Regions from separate parts of the Danio rerio genome. Here region 2 is linked to region 1. Evidence: chromatin contacts called from public Hi-C data. All regions are on one chromosome and are shown on one strand. The core of a region is the stretch at or near the end of the contact, and the rest is flanking DNA. Distances in the headings are between cores, read along the strand shown.

Evidence for each region. A called contact is a pair of places that touch in the nucleus more often than the background predicts.
Region 2: a contact with region 1 is called in a Hi-C map of embryo, with 1.6 times the contacts expected there. The contact joins the promoter of hmcn1 here to the enhancer-like site in region 1. A contact is called at or near these places in 2 of 18 Hi-C or Micro-C datasets (embryo and an unstated tissue).

What each region holds. Positions count from the first base shown.
Region 1 is chr20:37,511,815-37,519,045 of GRCz12tu, forward strand. The region is part of intron 11 of hmcn1 (hemicentin 1); the gene reads right to left. Among named protein-coding and RNA genes, the nearest start is that of hmcn1, 50 kb to the right of the region's middle. Within about 2 kb of position 3,662, at least 12 of the 62 cell types and tissues checked have an H3K27ac peak or open chromatin away from gene starts, as enhancers often do.
Region 2 is chr20:37,561,202-37,568,432 of GRCz12tu, forward strand. hmcn1 (hemicentin 1) reads right to left here and starts at 4,642. Exons shown (of 107, transcript NM_001190304.2): 1 at 4,072-4,642. The coding sequence starts at 4,320.

The sequences.
Region 1 (7,231 bases), core at 2,412-4,911:
AATAGGCAGCAACTCTGTGTGACTGCCAAATAGCACATGGAAAACACCCATACATTCTCGCATTCACACAGACAATTTATCTATAGAGCATATCTTTGGATTGTGGGGAAACTAAAGCACCCGGAGGAAACCTGGCCCAGCCCGGACTCAAACCAGCGACCTTCTTGCTGTGAGGCAACAGTGCTAACCACTGAGCCACCGTGCCGCCTCTTGTCATTAAAGAAATAAATAACACAAAACAAAACAGATATTTTGCATCATAAAAATATACACAATATTTATGTTTTTGGATGAGAGCAAGCCACTGTTAAAGTTTGGCATTAGCATGTACTGTATAAAGGCAAAGTCCTGTATGTATAATACCACAATTTTATGTTTTTTTGCGTTCAGTATTACCTTAAGTATTACCTGCAGTCTAAACCCAAATAGTACACTTAGTAGAAACCAATTGCCATTAAGATTTGATTAACCATTGCCTTTGAGTTTTAAACGTTTTTAAAAGTTAAAGGTTTTACTAAACAGCCCTGGTTGAATTAGCATAAAACTACAACCTTAAGATATACTGTATGTTTCTTAGTTTAGGGTTTAACAAACTCAACCCCTCCATCTTCTCTAACTGTAACAAATGTGAATCTTTGAAGAGCTCCAAGGGACATCTTTTTAGTCATGGCCAAAGTTTTCAGATTCTACTCTAAGGCTTATTGTTGCTAACCTCACCTCTGATCCAGCAATCACTGTTTTTGGTTGGCCTGACTCACTTCGTGGGTTCAATCATCAAATTAAAAAAGCTATACAATATGGAATGGTGGGAGCTAAAAAAATTATCTTTGTCTATGGAAAAAGGCATCAAATCCACTTTTTAAGTCCTGGCTTTCTGAATTCTCTAGTACTTTTACATTTAGAGAAACTTAGACACAATCTTTCTGATAGCATTGCTGGCTTTGAAGCCACCTGGAAACCCTTTTTTAATTATCTGTCAAATGTCAATGATAACAGTTTAAAGGTATGACCCTGTCGTTGTTTGCAAGATCACCATGTTGCCTGTGCCCACTGGCCTACATGTGTAACATTGTTAACCTTTGTCGGTAACTGATGTATCTATGGTTTTAAAGTATTTTGTCTCTTTTTTTAAGTTTCGTTTGCCTTTTGTTTTCTTTCTTTATAGTTGTTGTTGCTTTTTGTATTGCTCTGGGTTGCTTTAAGGTCAAAATAAAAACATATTATTCAAAAACATAATGATAAGACTATTGTTGTTTAGTTTCAGCTTGTGTAAAATGCTGGTTTAAGATGGTGATGGGTTTCCACAGTTTCTATTTGAGTTAAAAGTGTGAACTGTATCACCTCGTCTATATTCTTGGATTTTTCTATTGAGTTTTTGATACATTCAATAGTTTGGGGTCAAATATTTTAGAAAAAAATCAATACTTTACAGTAGGGACTCATTAAACAATAACAAACACCAGTAAATACAAGGCCTTCGGTTTAGTTCCTTATTTATCAGGGGTAACCACAGTGGAATGAACCACCAACTCAATACTAATATTCATTCATTCATTCATTCATTTTCTTGTCGGCTTAGTCCCTTTATTAATCCGGGGTCGCCACAGCGCAATGAACCGCCAACTTATCCAGCAGAATTTTACACAGCGGATGCCCTTCCAGCCGCATCCCATCTCTGGAATACATCCACACACACACAAACACACACACTCATACACTACGGACAATTTAGCCTACCCAATTCACCTGCAGCGCATGTCTTTGGACTGTGGGGGAGACCCGAGCACCCAGAGGAAACCCACGCAAATGCAGGAAGAACATGCAAACTCCGCACAGAAACGCCAACTAAGCCGAGGTTCGAACCAGCGACCTTCTTGCTGTGAAGTGACAGCACTACCTACTGCGCCACTGCATCGCCTCAATACTAAAGTTATTATACTAATAAACCAAAAGCAACAACAAAACTTTGTTTATCACCAAATCAGCAAATTTGCATTGTTTCTGAAAGATCAATTGAAAAATCTTGCCATTACAGGAATAGTTTACTGAAATGTGTTTATTTATTTCACAACACGAGACAGTGTACAATAATGAACATTTCCCAAGAATGTAACTATACCCAAATTAGCCCAAAGGCTAGTTTTTATTGGTGGTCCATTAGTCAGATGTTAAAGGCCATACCAATAAAAATAAAAATTTTAACTATAAACAATACTCAAATGAACGACGAATAACAGCCACAACAACAACATCAAAAGCCTCGTGTTCACAATGTCAATTATTAAGAAGCCATTTTTTTTTTAAATATACTTAAATGATTTAAAAGATACACATTCTCTAACAGAATGTGGTATCAAATTCCTGTGATGTAATTTGATAACAAGCCTGCCATTACACAAATAATTTACACTGCAAAACATATAACAAAAACATTCATTCATTTTCCTTCGGCTTAGTCCATTTTGTTCATCAGGGGTCGCCACAGCAGAATGAACCGCCATCTTATCCTGCATATGTTTTACACAGCGGATGCTCTCGTAATTCGACTTTTCATCAATTAGAAATTATCAGACAGGAGGTTTTGAATATCAGAAAATAGACTTTATTCTTCATAATAAAGCCGAGAAAGAGCAGAGCAGACCCCAGAGCATTCTGAAGTCTCTCCTGGACACTTTCTAAATTTTCTGTGTGTTTCCAAAATCTTTATAAATGTTTTTTGACACACCCCTGTGTCTCTTTTTAACTCTTGACCATTTTTGAATAGGTTTTCTAGTCTAAGGGGTCCTGCTATTCTTGGCTCTCAGCCCACTAGCTCATGTCAACAGAGATGTTACAGGTCTATGTCAGCAAATATAGATGCAACTTATGCAAAGGAGCTAAGTGTTTACATACATTGTCATGAAAGCATAATCACTTGATAATATGTTACTCATTCTAACTTCTGACACATATAGCTTCATAGAAGTATTTAACATATATGATCAGTGCTTTACATATTCAGTTATTCTACACAATCAGTCACTCAGCCTTCTCCTAGTGTTGCTCCTGTGCAGGTATACTCATCTTACACAGTATTTTTAACACATGCTGGCATGTTTGCTGCAAACACTACATACATTTTGTGAAGAAAAAATTAACTGCTTTACACTTAGAAAATACTTCACACTGAGAGAATAGAAATCTTCTTCAATGCCCTTCCAGCTGCAACCCAGAACTGGGAAACATCCATGCATTCTCATTCACACACATAAGCTACAGCCAATTTAGTTTATTCAATTTATCTATATATCAAATCTTTAGACTGTCGAGGAAACTGGAGTACCCGGAGAAAACCCACACAAACACAGGGAGAACATGCAAACTCCACACAAAAATGCCAAATGACCCAGCCGAGACTCGAACCTCGAACCTGTGACATGAGCCACCATGTCGCCATAACAAAAACAAAACTATTTTATACCAAAAACATATACACAATATTTATCTTGCACAAGTAGCTCACTAGTTTTCGGATCAGAGCAGGCCACTGTTAAAGTTTTTAAGTATCAGTAACATGGCTAACATGCAGCACTCAACAGGAACAGAGCTTTCCAGGACTTCTACTGTATTTCCAATGGAAAGGTTGACTGGAATGACTGACGTAATTTCCAGAGCTCTACTCTGTCATGATTAAATTGGACCCTGGCAGACAAAAAGCGTCTGTTGTGCACGGGAGCTGCTGTGTGCTGCATGCTCAGGCAGTTAAGCCATTGCAGTTTAGGGGTCACTCTGTGTTTAGTAGTAAAGCTGTAATTATCCCAGGTCTTACTCACTAAATTGTACTCTAATAGACTCTGTCTGCCTAGAGGCTCAGTTTTAACAACTCACTGACGCTAAGCCTCACCAACACCTCCTCATCCACTCTTCTATGCCATAGGCTACTTTAATTCATAGGAATATATAAATGAGCAAATTGATCTGGAACATGGATGACGTATTTTTAGCATGTAAATTCTATGGCAGCACCAGAAATCTGTCCATTTAAAATACACTTATTGAGAAACGTCAATATGATGTGGGTTTACTTATGCTTGAGCCATCCAAGATGTAAAAAATGTACAGTAGGTCCTCAGTCAATCATTAAAGAAGATAAACATAAACAGAAAATATAAAAATAAACAAATAAAATGTAATAAATACAAAAATAATAATAATTCTTTTTTTTTTGATGACCTACATCGTTAATACGGATCGTTTAAATGTATGTGATCGAATTAATGAATCTATTGATTAATCAATAAATGAACTGATTGATAGACATAATAAAAGTTGATTGCCTATTAATAAGAGTTAATGAATTGGTGGCAGGAAAAGGAAGAAAAGTTGTCCACCAAAGATGGTAAGATGTACAGAAATGTCTAGAACTTCTCCAGACCCTCTGAACACAGTGATGAACATCTGAATGGGGCTATGAATGGTGTGTGTGTGTGTGTGTGTGTGCGTGTGTGTGTGTGTGTGTGTGTGTGTGTGTGTGTGTGTGTGTGTGTGTGTGTGTGTGTGTGTGTGTGTGTGTGTGTGTGTGTGTGTGGACAGTACATGTCAAAGTAATGTTGTGTAAATGATTATGGCAGATGACTCTGTGGTCTGGCTTGGCATCACTGTGTCAGCAGTCCCACTTCAAAGGGACCATAATGACTAGCACAGCACAGGAATCCCAGCAGGTGGTGATTACATACACACACACACACACACACACACACACACACACACACACACACACACACGCACACACACGCACATGCACTGTGTCAGTCAAACAGTGACAGCTGTTTAAAAAGCCAATGTCTGACACACAGAAACCATGAAGTGTCTTAGTGCAGCAGGAGCAGGACTAAAATAGAGGGTAAGGGGAAAAAAAGGAAGCAGAGAATGATAGAGGAGACGGAGATGATAAATAAGAAACAGAAATATTTTTATATTTTAATATAACACAAAATGACAACTACTTCAACATTAAATATGAAAACATTTCAACACACTTCCTTTAAATTCATTTTAATTGTGTTTGTTTGTGTATGCCATTTAAAATGATTTAAGCAACAGTATTAGAACAATAAATACTAATATAATAATAATAATAATAATAATAATAATAGGGTTGTCGCAATACCAATAATTCATTTTACGATACTATACCAGCTGAAGTATTACGATACCAAGTAGTATCGCGATACTGTAATTCATATTCAAATTATAAAGAAAATTGTCAGAAATACTGTTACATGTTATAATAGGTCTACTTAAATTTAATTTATAATTTCCAGATTATTGAAAAAGTATTATTTGCACATCATTTCACCTACAATTAATTTGTTATTTTTGTTTATTTTGTAGATAACTGGCCAACAAACTATATATTAAAATAAAGATACAAATTATACCAAATTAAATTTGTTACAAAAAGAGCGTTTTTTTTTAACAAAATCAGGCTATATGAAGTGGTCAAACATTGTTTAAATGTTTTCTGTAGCTATTTTGGGTTTTTCATCCATTGTTTTTTCAGGTAAGAATCAGGTAAGAATCCAAAGTAATTCAGAATTTCACTTTGTGAGTTTAAGAGAATGTCACGATTGTTGTAGGTTCTAAATCATATTGACAGGGACAGAAATGAACCGATTCAATTGTGCGTTCGAAACATCAGAAAATATCAGAAAACGTTCAACCTTAAAGTGACTCCACAGACTATTGAAATAAAATGGTCTATTGTTGCACAAACTTGTGAGCATGTTAGTGACTTTTAACACGCAACATTATCTATAGTAGATGGACAATCAATAAAGATACTAGCATTTACAGCCTACAGCAGCACCGCCACTATTTTGACAGCAAGAGGTAAATAAACCTAGATAGAGATAGAAATGCAGAGAGAGAGACAGAAAGAGGGCAGAAACAAAGCCAGCGCCAGAGGGAAATAAGTGGGATGCAGGGAAAACCCGTTCCTCAGGTCTTGGGAAAGAATTTTGTGGAAAACTAAGAGACACATCACTCAGCAATGAGGTAAAATTATACAGTTAATGTCACTCCCGCTCTCCTGCTAATAAAAGTCAAGCCCTGCCCTGCTGGAGCCCTCGGGGGCTTGACACATTTAATCATCATAAAGTATAATCTTAAGTCACATCTATGCATCAATATTACCTCTAAACAAAGTATTTTCAAATCAAAACAGATTTTTGTAATTCATTACAACAGTGCATGACTAATAAAAATTGCTTCAGTATAAAAACAGAAGACAAGTCTTGATTCTGAGCGATATACAACATTAAAGGTCAGTGAGGACAAATACAGTACTTCATGACCTGCTTAACCAAACTAAAAGTCTTTTTATCCAAGTTTAATTGGTTGGGTTGGTTAAATGTTGGTCTTTGCATCTAAAAATACATGTATTTTACCCAGTATTCAAGAAAGTTTTATCAAAGGATGTGAGATGCAATGGACAGTAGGCATGCACTAGACATGTTAATCAGAGAAGAGAAAAACAACAGAAAAGTATAACATTGTGTCCTAAAAACATGCAATGCATCAAGATTCCAGCAATGAGTAATTTGCCTGTATGCACCAAATGCGACACAACAGAAACATTTAAACACCAGCCATTTATTTAAATATCAGCCACTGCACTTCTGATGAAATGGTAAGGGTTATAATCTAGTTAATGCATATTTAACCTTTTTAATTGTAATAAAAGTACATAGGCTGATGTGACTGATGTTGCTGGTTTGCTGGAGTCACTGAATTTCAATTTGAAACTATTTGCTATGTATTTAATTTTCAAGATCTGAGGTAAACAATCGGCTGCTGCTGTTTTTAGTAGTATGGCAATAAATGTCACAGAAAATTATGTTCAAACTCACACAAGAAGCATTTAACACTGATTAACGCCCATAATCTGTACCTGAGGAGATAATTGTCATAGCAGTTTAAGGTTTTGTTTTGCTGTGATGTTGTGGAAAAAGAAACTGTTTCTAAAATATTAATTTGCGCAATGCTGTTACATATAGTTAGGCCAAAACCACATCACACATGTGGCACCACATCACGTCTCATTAAGACACATTGTAACTGTCACAATCACCAGCAACACAGCCTGTGCAGACCGCTACAAGAAGCTACAAGTAAGCACGGCCAACCTTTGCCATTTTGTCTGCGCGTCATCAAACTGACCGTGGGGTACCAAACAATAGCAAAGAGGTGG
Region 2 (7,231 bases), core at 3,392-5,891, 50 kb after region 1:
ATGGAAAAAGGAGAGTTTGTTTTATGGGAAGACAAATCTGATTTATGGAATTTCCGTATATGCAATTTGCATATGTGACATACTAGCTCATATGGATTTCACACATATAAAACGCATGTCATACATGTCAAAATTACAAATATGTACAGTTGAAATCAGAATTATTATCCCCCCTTTGATTTTTTTTATTATTTCTTTTTCAAATATTTCCAAAATGATGTTTAACAGAGCAAGGCAATTTACACGGTATGTCTGATAATATTGTTTCATCTGCAGAAAGTCTTATTTGTTTTATTTCGGCTAGAATAAAAGCAGTTTTTAAATTTTTTAAAAACATTTTAAGGTGAATTATTAGCCCCTTTAAGCTATATATTTTTTGATAGTCTACAGAACAAACCATTGCTATACAATAACTTGCTTAATTACCCAAATCTGCCTAGTTAACCTAATTAACCCAGTGATGCCTTTAAATGTCACTTTAAGCTGTATAGAAGTGTCCTGAAAAATTTCTAGTGAAATGTTATTTACTTTCATCATGGCAAAGACAAAATAAATCAGTAATTAGAAATGAGTTACTAAAATTATCATGTTTAGAAATGTGTTGAAAAAATCTTCTTGCTGTTAAACAGAAATTGGGGAAAAAAAATAAACAGGGGGGCTAATATTTCCGGGGGTTTAATAATTCTTATTTCAACTGTTCATATATGTTACATAAATATTATACCTATTATGTTGTATATTTTATCTACAAGTATTACCTATACACACACACACAAACATATTTATATATGTATATAAATATACAGTATGTGAAATCTAATTGTAATTTGAATTATGTTGCACTATATAATGCCATAAATCAGCTTTCGAAATGGGGACTTGCATTGAAAAACACTTTTGTTAAATTTACTGTTCTGTGTTTTTTTATTATACAGTAAAGCTACATTATGATTGAACGAATAAAACTTTATTTCACTTTCTGTACTTTTCCCTCTACACTTAAGTATAATCCATAATGAAACCTGTATCATTTATTTTAAACAAAAGTTCTGAATGATTGATTGACTTTATTGAAACAGTGTGTATCTTGTGTGCTGGCGATCTAAAGTAATGTTGCTGTAGTATTCATTCATTCATTTTCTTTTTGGCTTAGTCTCTTTATTAATCTAAGGTGGTCACAGCGAAATGAACCACCAACTTATCCAGCACATGTTTTACGCAGCGGATGCCCTTCCAGCTGCAACCCATCACTGGGAAACACTACCACACTCTCATTCACAAACATACACTACGGACAATTTTAGCTTACCCAATTCACCTGTCCCGCATATCTTTGGACTTGTGGGGGAATCCGGAGTACCGGAAATAAACCCACGTGAATGTGAGGAGAACATGCAAACTCCACACAGAAATGCCAACTGACCCAGCCGAGGCTCGAACCAGCTGCTTGCTGTGAATCGACAGCACTACCTACTGCGCCACCACAATGTGGTTCCTGTAGTATTTGTATGATGAATGTGAATCAATGATCCTGCAAATGCAGAACTTCTTTAAAGACAATCAACACTGCTCGCAGAGCTTTGAACACTGGAGAGTCAGTGTCATAAGCAGTGACTGTTTAGAGTTTTTTATCTAGAGTTTTGAAAATTGACATCAGGGTTCTGAAATTTGTGGCAAAAGGATTGTAAAAGGTTGTAAACACGTGCAAGCTCAAGAACTAGATTACAAGGGGTCACGTTTACAGGCCTACAGTATGTGTGTATGTATATGTGAAGTACATCACTGTATCTCTCAGGAAAGCAGTAGCACAGAGAGCCCGTGGCCACACACTGATCAACGGCCCAAATTCTCTTTAAAAGATCTCTGCACATCTGAAACTCATTGAAGCCTCTACTGACTATTAACCCTTATTCACTGCCCAAGGGACTCTCTATTTCCTCTTCCAGGTCACAGTCGGAGAGATACAAGATGCATGCATTTCGTCCATCCACACTACAGTATGATCTGAATGAAACAACTTTAAAAAAATCCACAGGATGTTTCACACAGTACTTGACCCTGGGTTATTGTGTTTTAAACACAGCTTTTAACCCCAGGTACAGGAAGGTTTCATGCTTGTAATTAAGTGTTGTTAGAGTGTTGCAGGATGAAAAGCCAATCGAGTTTCTCATATTCACTGGCAGTTGTATACAACTGTTTCAGAAAGATGTCAAATTGTTGTGGGAAAGGCTTTAGATGGAGCAAAGAATGAGACACTCTCATTCTCACCTCTATAATCTGAAGAGTCCATGCAGAAAAAGAAACCTGATGGCAGTATATGAGCATGCCTGATGCAAGAGAATTTATGTAAACAGGTTGCATGTTTTGCTCAATATAATCAATTTTAACAATGCATAGTGCAAATTGTCATCTGATGAAAACCCCTGATTAATTGTTATATTTGTGTAAATTATAAACAGTGTGAAACACGATAACCAAGAGCTCCATGTACTCATGGCTTAGAATGACTCAGGGTTAAATATTTGAAACGCTGTTATTGGTTTTATCTGTTTACTTGAGTTGGATGGGTTTCTTTTTAGTCAAGAATTCAAATCTGCACACAGAACCAACCATTTTATTTTGATCCAGCTCTTTTTTCCCCTGAAAGTACAGTTGTTTTTTAATTTATCATATAAACGCTTTTCAGAAATCTACTCGCAGATTAATATTTTTTTGACAAATAAGCTGCTCATGTCATGTGTTGTCTAAATAATGCATATTCCTCTCCTTTGGCCGCGTTTCCCATCTGCAAGCCTTCGTAAAACGATCTACAATAACAAAAACAAATAGGCACAAGCCTGATTTCAGAACATGATTGCACACATCTGGAATAGTGATTTAGCGATTTTGCGAAGGAACAGTCAATCTCGATCTCCCTCTCCCTCTCTAAGAGTCTTCTTTTGTGTTGCAAATCTTTCGGTTTAGTTACAGTGGACAGCGCATTCTGAAGCAATAACCAGATACAGCATGCATCTTGAAAGAAATTCCTGAGCGCCCCAAGGAGTGGATGGAAAATGTATTTGGAGTGGAGCATTTGGACACTTTAGGTCAGATTCAGGTTGGGAACGGAGAAGGGGGAGGCTTTACATCTCTTTAGATGATACTTTCTTTTGACTCTTCAACGGAGTTAGGAGACTCATTTTTCATCAGTACTACCATATTTACCACAACATGTTGCTTACCCTGCAATTATATCATTTAAATGCCATTTTCTCTTTTTGGCTTTGTTTAGATTAGTGAAGTGAACTTGCCTTTGTACTTGAAAAGATTACAAAGCAAAAACACACTCTTAAGTTGACATGACAAAGAATCGACCATGTTGAGAGTGAAATGTGAATCTTTGATCCATTTTTCAGGGATATATTTTAGATATATTTCAGATGGACAAAACTCTATGGTGCATGCAACTTACTTGTCTGGGACACATATTTAATTATTAGTGCTACAAGAGTATCCTAACTGTCCTGTACAGTTATTAAAGTATGTTCCTTGGAAAAAGGCAGCACTTGCAGGCATCTAAATGCTTCCAAGGTTGTTCCGCCTGAATAGACGGAATGATAATGACAGTGAATTCAGTGCACAGAACATCTGGGCACTACAAACAATGCTTTGATACCTCCTGTAGGTGTGAGACACTAGCATGAAGCAGCTCTCAACAAACTAACAGATTTGTCATGTTTCTGGCAACAAGTCCTCTTTAAGATGAACTACATTTGTAAACGTACTTGATACAGGATATATTTACTTGTACAACACAATATATGTCTAAAGAAAATGTCACAAAATTATTTTTCTAGTTTCAAGAACAAACCACATTGCATTAGAATTGTGCTTAAACATGCACATTTATCAACATTTACTATAAGAAAATCTGTCAATTTTTAGACGTATTACTGAAAGACATAGCAAAACATTTAAAATATAAAAAAAGAAAGGAGTTGGTTACTTATCAGTAAAAAAAATCTATTATTATGGGGCAATAAAGAATTGTATTAAAACCATTTAAACGAATGGAACGTGTTCGTATGTACCTGGGTCATGAAACGGCACCAAGGCGAAGTTGTATAGTGGTCTTTGGGGTCTGCTGAGGGATGTTTCCAAAATCTTCGATGCTCCTTCAATCACTTGCACTAAATCATCGTACATGGAGCCGGTGACATCAAACACAAACGCTAAGGTGGAGGCTCCCTCGGGGACATCTTCTTTTGGGTCCTGGGCTGTTGACAAAACGTTAAGAACTAATATGAGACCAAGAAAAAACGGCGAAGTTATCAAGTCCATCTTGCGATTCCCAACTGCTTCTCGACAAAAATAACCTCGACGCAAAAAAAAGAAGAAATCAGCGACGAGCTGAAAAAAATTTACAAAACATTGGTTACATTGACAACAGAGACACTATTGGGAAAAAAATAAGTCTTGAAAAAGACAAAAAAAAAAATTGAGGAGGCACTGTGTCAGATTTCTTCTGACGGTCGTTTGCGCGAGGATGCTTTGAGTTTGTTTTAGTGCGCGCGCGTCCTGCGCCTCTGGAGTTTCTCAACAAACTGTCGCCTCCACAAATGCTGATCCACTATTAACTTCTTTTACCAGACGCGAGAGAAGAAGCACCTCAGGCAAACTCTGACTCGTCGTATTAAGAAGCTTCGCGCTTATTGGTCTACAGCTCTTTTGGGGTCGCGAGGGGGTCTTGTGTGTATTTACATGACCCATGAAGCAAAGGTTTACATTTTACGAGTCTCCATATAAAAAACGAGTACACAATTTTAAAAAGAGCATAAATGAAACCGCTTACATCATAATATGAACATGGGTCAAAATGGAAAATACTTTATTGCCTCAAAAAGAAAATGTCCTGGATACTGTCGAATTTACACACAAGTCTTACTAATCAGCAAATGAATGCACAAAAATAATAATGCCATGTGAAGATAAAAATCACAACAACAGGAAAAAATAGCCTAATTAAATTAACAAAATATTAATGAAATAAAAAAATATAAAATAAATAAAAAATACAATTTCTCTGAACTCAACAGACACTTTGGATATCCATGTTTAACATAATGCAACTTTCAAAGACATAATGGTACTGTACAGTCTGTATTAACCCCTAACCCAAATACAACCCACAGAGAAAACATTTAGCATTTTTATAAATTCAAAAAACATTCAGATCACGATCAACAAGTCATTTTTAGGTATTAAAACCTTTCTGAGGGAACAATTTCCTTCTTCTTCTTTTACAATACCTGAACCACACACACCAGTTTAGCTATATCCCACCTTAACTCCAAACACGACCCTAAAACATTTGGCATTCTTACATTTAGATGAACGAAAATGTCTCGACAAGTTCAAAAAACTGTCTTAATATACAATGTACATGTATTCAATTCTATGTAATATGCAAGCAATGTAGTGACACATTTTAATGCAGAACTTGGTTGTCTGCGTTTTTGTTCACTTGCTACCACCTAATGGCAGGCTGCAGATACTGCGATGAGTTGCAACCACTGCCAGAAGACAATGAAGGGAAAAGCTGCAAGGGTAACTGTGAAATGTGAAGTTACCCTATTGTTGGTGGTAAGTTTTCATGTAAAACGTTTGACAAAGTGGAAAGTTTGCTTGTAGTCCACAAAACTTCGAAAGGATAGGGGTAAGCAGATTTTTGTGAGTAGGCCTAATGGAGCAGTTAAAAAAGAGGAAAAGACAACAGGAGCAAAACAGCAGCCAAGGGGAAAGCGACGTATGGTAGAAGAATCAATGAACATATCCTGGTTATCAGTTTTAAGCTGGCTGCATATCAATCCACAACAAATAAATGCCACTTTGGTTAATGAGATGGTAATAGTATTTTTTGGAAAAAGATGCAAGAGAATAGAAATGTCACTAATTCACCCACATCTGTCGATGCATACATTTATTTTTTCAACACATTTCTAAACATAATAGTTTTAATAACTCATCTCTAATAACTGATTTATTTTATCCTTGCCATGATGACAGTAAATAGTATTCTACTAGATAGCATATTTTTTAAGACAGTAGTATTCATCTTAACGTGACATTTAAATGCTTAACTAGGTTAATTAGGGTAGGCAGATTAGGGTAATTAGGTAAGTTATTGTATAGCAATGGTTTGTTCTGTAGACTATTGAAAAAAATATATAGCTTAAAGGTGCTAATAATTGACCTTAAAATGACGCAATGACCTTAAAATGGCTTTTAAAAAATTTAAAACTGCTTTTATTCTAGCTTTTATTCGAAGACTTTACCTAGAAGAAAAAAACAATACCAGACATACTGTGAAAATTTCCTTGCTCTGTTAAAAATTATTTAGGAAATGTTTTAAAAGAAAATTCAAAGGGGGGCTAATAATTCTGACTTCACACTTGTTGACACACACACACACACACACACACACACACACACACACACACACATGATGAGTGAATATAATAAACCTTGAAAGCTGTTGCTTTAAACACAGGATCAGAATATTTTGTTAATTCGTTCCATGGTCTTCTTTGAAACTCCTGTTAATTTTGAAACTGATGAAAGGAAAGAGGGTAAAAGATGTTTCTGAACGGATCACCACTACCAGAGGATTTCCTTCTGACTTTGAATAAATAATTTAGCCAAGACTGATCGAAACCTCAACCTTGAAAAAGAAAAGAAAAAAAGATGTTGTCCACTAGAGCGCGCCATATCACATTGCATACAGTTAAATAGTATGAAGCAGTAAAAAAGAAAAAAGGAGCACACTTTGAATAAAGAGCAACATATATTCCATGATTAAAATAATTATTTATTTACAAAGACAATTTTAAAATATTTTTTAGAAAAAAAAAAAAAAAAAAACATGTAGCAAAAAACAAAAAACATGTAGCACCACTTACTAATTAATATAACAAAGAAAATCCGAATAAAGACAACCATCAGTCACAAATTATAGTATACTTTAAATTAGTAAAATACTATAAATTAGTAAAATACAAAATTCTAACAGTCAGATACTTCAATTCTAAAGATTTCACTGTTACACACTGTTCTGAGTTATAATCAACGGTCTCTCTCTCTCTCTCTCTCTCTCTCTCCTTCTCCCTCTCTCTCTCGAATTGTCCTCTTTTTCCATGTTGACTCAGGTGTGTTGATCTTAAGTCTTCCCTGGCTTGAGCTAATGGTATGGAAA